2 separate regions of the Sus scrofa genome follow, and region 1 is linked to region 2. A link is a contact called in public Hi-C data. All regions are on one chromosome and are shown on one strand. The core of a region is the stretch at or near the end of the contact, and the rest is flanking DNA. Distances in the headings are between cores, read along the strand shown. Region 1 has its middle 56 kb from the start of SLC1A4. Region 2 holds the start of CEP68 (centrosomal protein of 68 kDa).

The links. Hi-C and Micro-C count contacts between places; a contact is called where the count stands out from the background.
Region 1: a Hi-C map of retroperitoneal adipose tissue shows a contact between it and region 2, with 2.3 times the contacts expected there. The contact joins the enhancer-like site here to the promoter of CEP68 in region 2. A contact is called at or near these places in 5 of 5 promoter capture datasets (fetal liver, fetal skeletal muscle, liver and 1 more), 25 of 47 Hi-C or Micro-C datasets (adipose tissue, alveolar macrophages, blood and 14 more) and 2 of 2 datasets of contacts at active chromatin or transcription factors (alveolar macrophages and skeletal muscle).

Annotation. Positions count from the first base shown.
Region 1 is chr3:77,023,240-77,029,330 of Sscrofa11.1, reverse strand. No RefSeq gene overlaps it. Among named protein-coding and RNA genes, the nearest start is that of SLC1A4, 56 kb to the right of the region's middle. Within about 2 kb of position 4,205, at least 4 of the 83 cell types and tissues checked have an H3K27ac peak or open chromatin away from gene starts, as enhancers often do. A contact at or near this core is called in retroperitoneal adipose tissue, where this site is marked.
Region 2 is chr3:76,928,919-76,934,324 of Sscrofa11.1, reverse strand. CEP68 (centrosomal protein of 68 kDa) reads left to right here and starts at 1,652. Exons shown (of 7, transcript XM_021087449.1): 1 at 1,652-1,818.

The sequences.
Region 1 (6,091 bases), core at 2,956-5,455, 92 kb before region 2:
TAAATGAATATTATTAACTGATAGAAGCCAGCTGGAAAATGCTACATAGTATATGGCTCCAACTATATAACATTCTTGAGAAAGTAAAAGTATGGGGACAGTAATAGGCTCAGTGGTTGCCAGCAGTTAGGGGGAAGGGAGGGATAAATAGGTGGACCACAGAGGATTTGAAGGGCAATGAAACTGTTTTGTGTGATATGATAATGGTGGATATGTGTCATCATATGTTTGTCAAAACCCATAGGATGTATAACACCAAGAGTGAACCCTCTTGTCAACCTTGGACTTTAGGTGATAGTGACATGTCAATGTAGGTTCATCAGTTGTAGCAAATGTACCCCTCTGGTGGAGATGTTGATTAGTGGAGGGGCTGTGCCTGACGGGGGACAGGGAGTAAACGGGAATTCTCTATATTTTCTGCTCAGTTTTGCTGTAAACCTAAAATTGCTCTAAAAATAATCTGTTTTAAAAAAGGAGGGGGTAGGGAGTTCCTATAGTTGCTCAGTGGTAATGAACCTGACTAGTGAACCTGAACATGAGGACATGGGTTCAATCCCTGGCCTTGCTCAGTGGGTTAAGGATCTGGTGTTGCTGTGACCGTGGTGTAGGCAGCAGCTGCAGCTCTGATTCGACCCCTAGCCTGGTAACTTCCATATGCTGCTGGTGTGGCCCTACAAAGACAAAAAATAAAAAAATTTTAAAAATAAAAAAGGGGGATAGAGATCATGATATTCGTTCAAAGTTTTAAACTTTTCTAATATCTGACATAACGTGCTTTTCATTATGGTGGGGAGGCTTACTAGTTTTTGTCATCACCATGTCTTGAAATCTTTTTTTTTTTTTTTTTTTTTTTGTCTTTTTAGAGCCATACCCTCAGCATATGGAGGTTCCCAGGCTAGGGGTTGAGTCGGAGCTGTAGCTGCTGGCCTCCACCAAGGCCACAGCAACCTGGGATCTGGGCGTGTCTGAGACCTACACCACAGCTCACAGCAACGCCGGATCCTTAACCCACTGAACAAGGCCAGGGACTGAACCTGCATCCTCATGGATGCTAGTCAGATTCATTTCTGCTGAGCCCTGATGGGAACTCCCTGAAATACTTTTTTAGAGTACTATTTCAGTGCCCACATGAAATGATAGTGTTTAAGTGTACCATGATGTATTTGTTTTCCTAATATGGGATGATTTATTTCCTTGTGTATGTATGTAGCTCTTATAGATAACACTGCATTTATAGCTAATAACCTGCTGCTCACTATGTGCCAGGCACTGTTGTAAGTGCTCTGCAAGTATTAACAAATATTTATTCTGGATAACAGTCCTAAAACGTTTTACAAGACCCATGTAAACAGACGGGGAAATTGAGGCCTAGAGAGGTCAAACAGCACAGCTAGGATTTGACCCAGGTAGTTGGGCTTAGGTAGTTGGGCTTCAGCCCCTGTGCTCAAATCCAGCAGGCTAAGTTGAAATGCATTGCTGGTTATTCCTCCTTTCCTAGAAGAGGAATTTCCCCATGGGAAGAACACAATGCAGGCATTTAAGCCACTCTCCAGAGAGTGGCACAACCCCCCTCCTTCTGCAGAGCTACAGGGCCAGGGTCAGCCCAGCATAGCCAACACTGAGTGCTGTGTTTGTTCATATTATCTATGTGGGGAAAAAATGAGATTTCATCATTGAATTTTGATTTCTTTCATTTCTTATTCCTTTTTTTTAATTATTTTTTTTTTTTTATTTTTAGGGCCTCACCTGCCATATGGAAGTTCCCAGGCTAGGGGTCGAATTGGAGCTGTAGCTGCAAGCTACCATAGCTCATGGCAACAGGAGATCTCCAACTCACTGAGCAAGGTCGCATTGAACCCGCATCCTCATGGATGCTAGTCGGATTCATTTCCGCTACACCACAACAGGAACGCCCTGTTTCATTTCTAATGTACTGTATGGTCAGGCCATTCGAAATGGCTGTTCTTTTGCTCTCTGTACGTCCCCTGCTCCACCAGGCCCTGCTTCACTCACACAACTATACAGTCCTCTTAATTATAGGGCTTAGTTAGCGCTTGGTAACTGAGCCCACCTGAAGTCAGTTTCCCCTTTAAATGGTAGCCTCTTTCTCCCTTGGGTAGTGATGATTGCCACATGTCTCGTCTGCCACACACGGTGGGGGTGTCACTCCAGGACCCTTTGTATAAGATCCCCCTGCCTAATAAGCCATGGATGTCTTTGTCACTGTCCCTGAGCTCTTTCTTTGTTCTCGAGGTTGGGTAACTGCAAGGCTTGCAGGCCTGCAGGGTGCAGCCCAGCATGTACCTAAGCATTTTTCTTTGGTTTACCTGTATTTTGTATTTTTGTTCCAGCAAATAAGCTGATGTGTCACTTGTCTTTATTTTCCATCAAGTATTTTGATATTTTTCTTAGAGCATCAAATAATTTTTTATACATTAAGACTAGCAAACTGTTTCATGTTCTGTTTACTGCAACTGTTTTTCTCAGTTTTCGAGCAGTTTTATTTTACTCAGGCATTGTTTCACGTTCACTCTTGTTTAGTAAAATCTATTGGTTTCCCCAACCACGGTTTCCCCAACCACCCCCCCCCCACCCCATTCGTGCTTTCTTGGTCTTCCATTCCTCCTCAGAAATCACTGGGCTAAAGATGAACAGCTTTTCTTTGGAGTCAGGGCTTGTCAAGCAGGTTCATCCTTCTTCCTTCTCTGGACCCACAGGTCCTCCAAGCTCCACACTAACATACATGCCCTCTCCACAAGTTTCCATGGCAGCCATGCTCTGGTGGCAATGGTGAGTTGGAGTCTCCCTTACAAGCCTTCTGTGTTCTAGAAGGGTTTTAACACAGATTGTTGAAAAAACAAAAAAGGCATTTCCGTGCTCTGAGGACCTGGATAGGTGTGAACATCAACCACAAGAGAAGCTGGGAGAGGCCCTGTCCTCAGCGGTGGTCTTTGTGTTCCACCCAGTGACCTTTGCCTCCCCTTCATGTTGGGTGGGATTTCCCACACCCAGGAAGAGAGTTCAGAGGCTGGGCAGCCAAAAACTCAACAGATGTCCCTCGGAGCAGAAGGCTAGCCAGTCAGTCTCTGGGGTTGTGCTCACTGACCAGGGACAGATGGTATTCAAGGGGCAACAGAGGTCTCCAGGGACAGGGACTCTGGGAGGCAGGTCAGAGAAGCTTTATCCCTGTGATTCCTAATCAGGAACAATTTGGGCAACATCTGAGGACATTTGGGGTTGTAACAGCTCAGGGGAGGGGAGCATCTAGCGGGTAGAGGCCAGGGATGAAGCTAAACCCTCACAATGTGCAGGGCACCCTCCATCCCCCACAAAGAATTATCTGAACCAGAATGTCAGCAGTGCTGAGGTTGAGAAACCCGCTTTATCCAGAGGGCCTCACTGGTCACGTCAGCTCACTGGGCACGTCTCCTTACAGAGGAGGCTTGGCCAGAATTCAGGGCCAGACTCCACTTTCTGCATCTGGGACAGGAGAAGTGAGCGCTGTGTGGAAATGAAAGTCTTGCCAAGTCCCCAACCTAGGAGCCTGGAGCTCTTGGGCTGGTTGTGATGACAGAGACTCTGGAATGAGACTGGATAGGGACTTTCTTGCTCCCTTAACAAAATACAGGATGCTGGCACAGGCAGACGCTAGAGGTAGGACAGGATGGTCTGAGGCACTGCGGCTGGCTAGGACCGGCATGGGGGCCTGTGGCTTCAACTCGGGGGAGGGAAGAGGAGGAAGCACCCAGGTGGGACAGGCGGTTTCCAGACAGACCTTAAAACCAACCACAATTCAGTCCTCGAGTCCAGGCTCAGTTAATCTGAATTCACATAAGCACATCACGGGGGACGGGGTCAGGGGAGTGAACTGAGGCGTAGGAGTTTGCACAACAGGGAAATAAGACAAATGCCTATTTCTTCTCATCATGCAACAGGCAGAAATGAAAGCTCAGCCTTCTTGGTTGGTGGGATATTATTGTAAAAAGTATGGAGAAGCTTGATAAAGGCTTACTTTCCCCAAGTTCTGATTTCTGATAAGTGCCCAGATGTTGCTAATTTGTAAAATGTTTTTGAAACACTTTCAAGGTTCTTGGCAATTTTGAGCATCTCAGCAACCCTGTGAGATGGGTGCCAGCACCCCCATTTGACAGGCAAGGAAACCGAGGCATGGAAGGCAGGGCGGCTCACCCACGCCACAGGGCTGGCTGGCAGCTGTGCTCTCTGCCTCCGACTCTCCTATAGAAAACATTTGTGTCAGTTCCCAGGGGCTTCTTAGGGCACTCAGGCACTGTGGCCTGGACACTTTCCCTTCATTGTTGTTTCACTCTGTTATGAGCCTGTTCTCTTCCTCCTGGTCGCCTTCTCCTCCTTGGGTTTGGCTCACTTTCCCCTTTGGGGAAAAACAACCTCTTAGCAGCCGTCTACTTACAATTTGTCTCACGTGGCCAGGCGCTCGTTAGCAGCTGCTGCTCTTTGTAAAAGGCCTGAGTAAACCAAGGAGGAGTTTGTCTTTGATATGAAGATTCAAGAGTGGGGAGAAACCCCAGGGTTGGCTTCCCTTCAAGGAGTCCTAATCTTCATTTTACTAAATTGATGCTAATTGCTGTTGGAACATTCATTTCATCTTTTTTCTTTTGGAGCTATGTTTATCTTAAATCTCTCTCTCTTAATCCTAGGTTTATTGTTAAATTAATATAGAATTATTTGGAAATATTAATCTATTTAAGACTGTTCAAAGGGCAGATGTTTTAGCACTGGAAAATACTTGTGTCTTAAGTGTTTATTATTCTGTATGTAATTATAAGAACTGTAAGAAATATTTTCTAAATAGTAATTATGCATTTTTCTTTTTTTTAATTCTTATTGATTTTTGTAAGATTTCTATTTCACTGGTTTAGAGTGTTTAAACAATAAGGTGACACTCATTTCACCGCCAAGTCAGCCAGTTTCCTTTTTTAGGGCTGCATGTGTGGCATATGGAAGTTCCTAGGTTAGGGGTCGAATAGGAGCTGAAGCTGCCAGCCTAGGCCACAGCCACAGCAATACCAGATCTAAGCCACATCTGTGACCTATGCCTCAGGTTGCAGCAATGCTGGATCCTTAATCCACTGAGCGAGGCCAGGGATCAAACCTACATCCTCAGGAATGCTATGTTGGGTTCTTAACCCTCTGAGACACAATGGAAACTCCCAGGTTCCCTTTTTTGCAGCTGGTGTTCCTAAAAGCTGAGACTTTAATCTGCAAAAGTCATTTTTAATAGCTTTGTTAAGGTATTACTGACACAGTTTGGAAGTTCTGACCTATGTATGCATCCATGAAACCACCACCACGGTTGAGACAACACATCCATCACCCTCAGAAGCTTTCTCAAGCTCACTTGTAATTATTCCTGCCCTGTCCACCGCCTTTGTTATTACTAAGAAACTATGGACTTGCCTTTCAACATCATAAATTGCATTCTAGAATTTTATATAAGTGGAATCATGCAATGTGTACTCTTTTTGCCTGGCTTCTTTCACTTAGCATAATAACTTTGTGAATTATCCACATTGTTGTGTTGTATCGATAGCTTATTCACACGGCATGGATAAATCCCAACTTGTGTATCATCCATGTACCTGTTGAAAGAGTTTGGCTTGTTTCCAGCTTTGAGCTATTACAGTTAGAACTATTACAGTTAGCTCATCTGTGTACACGTCTTTGTGTGGACATGTGCTTTCTTTTCTCTTGGCCAAATACCTAGGGGTGGAATGGCTAGGTCTTATGGTAGGTTTGTATTTAAAATTCTAAGAAATTTGCCAGAAAATGAAAAAGGAAAAGAACTGTGAAACTGTTTTTCCAAACATTTTACATTCCACCAGCATTGCATGATTTCTGATTCCTCCACACCCATGGCAAAACTTGGTAAGATTGTTTTGTTTTGTTTTGTTTTAATTTTAGACATTCTGCATGTGTGTAATGGGAGATCATTGTAGTTTTCATTTGCATTTTTCCCAGTGACTAGTAATGTTGAGCAGCTTCTTATGAGCTTATATGTATCTTCCTTGATGAAACATCTGTTTAAATTTTTGCAAAAGTAAAATTTTGCACA
Region 2 (5,406 bases), core at 403-2,902:
AGCAAGTAGATGGAATATTATATTCCCTCCACTGAGAGCTCTCATGGCAACCTGTACTGCAAGCCCTGGATCAATGAGCACTTGTGCTTTGTTTTTTCATTTTGAGTCATAAAAGTCAATATGTTCACTTCCCTATCATGTTTGCATTCTCATGGTGATAGCTGTCAAAAGACATCCAAGCGACAGTGCTGGAGGTGCCACCAGAGTGCCAAGGAAGAGTGTCAGCTGGCTTTCAAAATGAACACCTTCAAGGAACTGGATGGGGGAACAGGCAGAATCCACAGCCAGATAAGGAGCGCTAGAACCCCTCTGACTGCGCATGTAGGAGGAAGCCATCAAAGCTGTGACCAGTTACTAGGGTAACAGATTTGTCACAACTTCTGGGGATTTAAAGGGAATGATATCACAACACACCTCCTTGAGCCCAGTGTGAATAGCTGTGATTTAGATCTAGTTACCTATTGGTAAGGGCTTCAAGTTACAGACAACACAATCCATTTCCGTGATGAACAGCAGAAAAGCATTGATGACAGACTATTTGTAAGAAGCACACAGAATTTCTGAGAAGGATAAGGAAACAGACAGGTTGCTAGTAGCCAGGAGCAATGCAGCCAAGAGTTCTGAGTTCTAGAAGTATTGTCCTTACAGATAGTCCATTGCTGGCACTGCCCACCACCTCGCACCTTGGACACAAGGAACCAGGCAGTAGAAACCTGACCTCAGCTACTGCAGCCCAACTTCCCAACAGACTACAGCTCTACCTGCATTCCTCACTTGCACCTTCCCCAGCTCACCTTCTAAGTGTCACACAGGTGCCTCTGCTTGGCGGAGCTTCAAGGAAATCTAGGAAAATGGTTTCTAGTTTTCCAGGGTTTACACCTGAGGGAGTTAGAATGCGGCTTGAGGAGCTAATGGGTAGGGCCTGCCACAGCTTCCATTTAGAGGACCCATCCCCCTCTCCCAGACAAGGCCTGGATTCCCCTAAATGCCTGTTATATGACACATGCAGATTTTCATAAAGAACGAATACTTCAAACCCCCCTGGGGCGGGTGGATCTGGTTCTGTGATGTCTCTATATTTGTTCGGCAATAGCTACTTTACAGCTATTTGAAGTTGTACATCCCCTTGGTTTTTTTTTTTTTCTCTCAAATGAGTAGAAAGCAGAGAAATAAGAATGATATTTGTGATAAGAAGCATGGGTCTCATATATTTAATAAAACTGAAAGACTAATGATTACCAGTTGGTTTCAAAGCAGTCAACCTATTAGCCTCCATGAGACCCTTATTGGGGAAAAAAGATCAACTTCCTAGTCCATGCAAAGATCACATTTAAACTACTGAAACTATATTATTGAAGAATATGTCAATTGGACAGTGTCCTTAGGAATGTTACAGTTTTGTTTCCCTTTCTGGGACTAGAAGCCCCTTGTAATATGGGAGGCTATTTTTAACTTTTGCACATTCTCCCTTGGATGCATGTTCCAGCCTCCTTGAATGTGTCAAACGCAGGTATTGTTTCAATCTGCAAAGAGAAACAAGAGAACAGGTGCGCAGGCGAGAAGAGGGAGGGGTCGCACACCCTGAGTCCACGCACGCAGCCCCGCCCAGCCCTCGCCACCTTGACCTATCAGCTGCCAGCCCAGCCCCTCAGGTACCAACGCCTCGCCCAGGAAGGCGACAGCGCAAGCTCTCAATCCTCCATCCTTTTCTCCTCCTCCTCCTCCTTCTGGTCCTCGGCCCCCTTGGTAGGGTGAGGTGAAGTCGCCGGGGAAGGGTAGCTGGCTGCTGAAGGAAGGAAAGACGCCCTCCTCAAAACAGTAAGGAGGGGATTGGCGGGGTGCGAGGCGCGTGAGAGGCTGGTCAGCCTGTATGGTGTCTGCTGCGCGCAGGGCGCCCTGGGCTGCAGACAGCCTAAGCCTGACGTTTGTCCTGTGTGTGTTCCCTCCCTTGTCGGCTACAGCGAAATCTCCTTTCATTTTCTGAATATAGTGTCTTCCCACACTTACAAACCTGTTTTCCCCTCTCTTATGTCCATCTGAAGGACAGAAGTGATTTCTAACAGGGTACAAAATTTTACACTGCTGAGGAAGACACCTGTGTGCCTCATGAGACAGCCTTTTGTACACAGCAAACTAACTACTGGTCCAACAGCTAATTTCACTTTTTTTTAATAATAAAAAAATGATTGAGAACTTCTCCAAATAACAAAAGCTGTTTTAATTGGGGGCCAGTGGAGTCATTACTGGAGCTAGGGGGCCACCCTGTGGCTAAGTGTCAAAAAATGAGGTCCAGTGGTTTTTTTTCTCCATACCTTTCTGCAGTTAATCTTTTCATTCTAAGAGCAGACAGGAACAAACAGCAGGACAAAATTTGCCAAATGTCTGCCCAGAATGTGGAATTGGCCTTCTGGGCTGGAATGTTTAAGCCAAAGTATGTGCCTGGACCGGTACACTGGGAACTTATTAGAAAATTAGAAATGCACATTTTTCGGAGTTCCCCCATCATGGCTCAGCAGAAAGAAACAAACCTGACTAGTATCCATGAGGATGGATGTTCACTCCCTGCTTAGTGGTTTAAGGATCCGGCGTTGCCATGAGCTGTGGTGTAGGTCGCAGTCGCGGCTTGGATCCTGCATTGCTCTGGCTGTGGTGTAGGCCTGCAGCTGCAGCTCCAGTTTGACCCCTAGCCTGAGAACTTCCATCTGCTGTGAGAGAGGCCCTGAAAAGACAGAAGAATAAAAAAAAGAAATGCATATTTTTAGGCCCACCCCAGAACTATTGAATCCAAAACTCTGGGGGTGGGGGTGACTGCTTGAGTTTCAACAAGACCTCCAGGTGATTCTGATACCAGGTGAAGGCTGAGAACCACTAGTTTAGACCAGATGGGTAAAAAAGCATTTCCCTGGACTGGGCTAGCATGAGTTTGTACCGACTGTTACTGATTATATAGTTATTCTAGAATTTACTCACTCATTCACCAACTATTATATTCCATTCATTGAAAACAGATTTATTGCATGTTTAAAGAGCAGCAAGAAAGCTCATGTGATTGGAACAGAGTGGCTGAGGGGGAAAGTGGAAGAAATGAGTTCTGAGAGGCAGGCAGGGGCTGGTTGTGTAGACAGTAGATGATGGTGAGGTGTGATGTGTCCTGGGAGCCGCTGGAAAGTAACAGCAGGAAAGAGATGCGATAAGAATTGTCTTCTAAATGTCATTCCAGTTACAGAGAACAGTGGTGGAAGTAAGGGACAGATAAGGAATTAAAACAAAGCTCAAGAGAGGGAGAGTGGTGCCCTTTTGCAACGGCTTGATCCTGGAGGGATTTTGAAGGTAGTAGGTTCAGCTGGGTTTATGGATGAATTGGATATGAGATGAGACCAAGGGAAATCTAGGATAACTCCAGTTTGCACCTGAACCAAACTATATTTAGTGAAAAATAATTAAGTGCCGGAGTTCCTGTCGTGGCGCAATGGAAACAAATCTGACTAGTATCCATGAGGACGCAGGTTCCATCCCTGGCCTCGCTCAGTGGGTTAAGGATCCGGCGTTGCCGTGAGCTGTGGTGTAGGTCACAGATGCAGGTCAGATCTGGTGTGGCTGTGGCTGTGGTGTAGGCCCGCAGCTACAGCTCGGATTGGGTCCCTAGCCTGGGAATCTCCATATGCTGCAGGTGCGGCTCTAAAAAGACATTAAAAAAAAAAAAGGAAGTAATTAGAGTTTAAACATACACTTCAGGACTATATCATAAAGGTCAAATGTTTTAGTGGGAAAGACCAATTAAATGAAGATTAGGTGGTTTCCTTCCATACAATTTACACAATTCTTTGTTATAGTCAAAATATTTCATCTTCTTTTATAAAAAATATATTTTAATTTCAACATGTAGCTTGGAATTTCAGGCAATATTTGCGTACACTGGTATCTACAGGGAAGGTAGGGGTTGTACTTAAGGTAATCAGGGCTATTCTTCATATTAGAAGTAGAAATAGAACTCCTTTATCAATTTGCTACTTTTGTTCTTCCTGGAGTACAAATTAGCAGCAATTATGTGCGCCTGCAAACATACATTTTAATGTGTAATAGAGCTGCCTCATCCCCACCCCACTTACTTCAACAGCCAGGCTCCTGGCAACCTCAACCATTTGGAACTCAGGTATGAATTCCCAAACTACACGCAGCAGCTTAAGTGAAGTGTCTAAAATTAAAGTTAATGATTTAATAAGCTTAATTATTTGATTTCCTCTGGCAACCTTCCATTCTTCCCAGGTTTAATCCAATTCAGTAAGTGGTGACTGGGTACTTACTGTGAACAGGGCACCTTATTAGCTGCGATGAGGGGTGTGAAAAGGATGGCAGAGAACAGACTGTATGTACAAGAAGGGGCGCTAGGGAGCAGACATGCTGACCGCAGCAAGGAGGAGGAAACAGGAGGCTCGCCATCCAGAGGAGAATAAACGTCTCCGGCTTTTGAATGAACACTGATAACAGCAGCTATTTAAATAGCCTCCTAGGCTAGAGGACAGCCAGCTGAGTGACTGAGGTTTCCTGACAATGAGACAACGACTGTGAGTCGTAAATTTTTTTAAAAAAGTTGTTACTCCATTTCCTGTGACAGGGAATGATATAAGACATTTTAGAAAAAGTTTCATCAAGATAATTAGCATTTAACATAAAGAGGTGGTTTTTTATATCACCTAAATGATTAATTAAATCTAGACTATCTTGTTTCTGTAAGAATTAATAGGATCTTATTACAGATGTGCCTGGAAAGTTCTATTAGGGGAGAATTTGAAAGCTGAATCTTGACGGGCCAATAGCTGGCTAGTCTTTGGGGCTTTTCACATTAGTGGGCTATAGGGTAGCCAGAGGTGTAGGTCTGAGAATAGAGAGGGTAATTGCTAACTTGTGGTTGTTACCTTGCATTTAAAGATTTTCCTTTAAAACCTTTTTGTTGTGGAAAATTTTAAATCAATACAAAAGTAGCAGAATAGCATAAAAAAGAGTTCCTGTCCTGGCTCATCAGAAATGAATCCGACTAGGAACCATGAGGTTTTAAGTTTGATCCCTGGTCTTGCTCAGTGGGTTAAGGATCCGGCATTGCCGTGAGCTGTGGTGTAGGTTGCAGATGCGGCTTGAATCCTATGTTGCTATGGCTGTGGTGTAGGCCAGTGACTGTAGCTCTGATTCGACCCCAAGCCTGGGAACCTCCATATGCCTCGGGTGCTGCCCTAAAAAAAAAAAAAAGAATAGCATAAAAAGCCTTTATGCTATTTATGCTATTGGTCAGTAACCATCACCTACTGACCAATCATCGATACCCACCCACATCCCCCCTCCTGTATTATTTTGAAGCAAATTCCGGACATCATATAATTAGCCATAAATGTTTCAGTGTATATTTCTAAT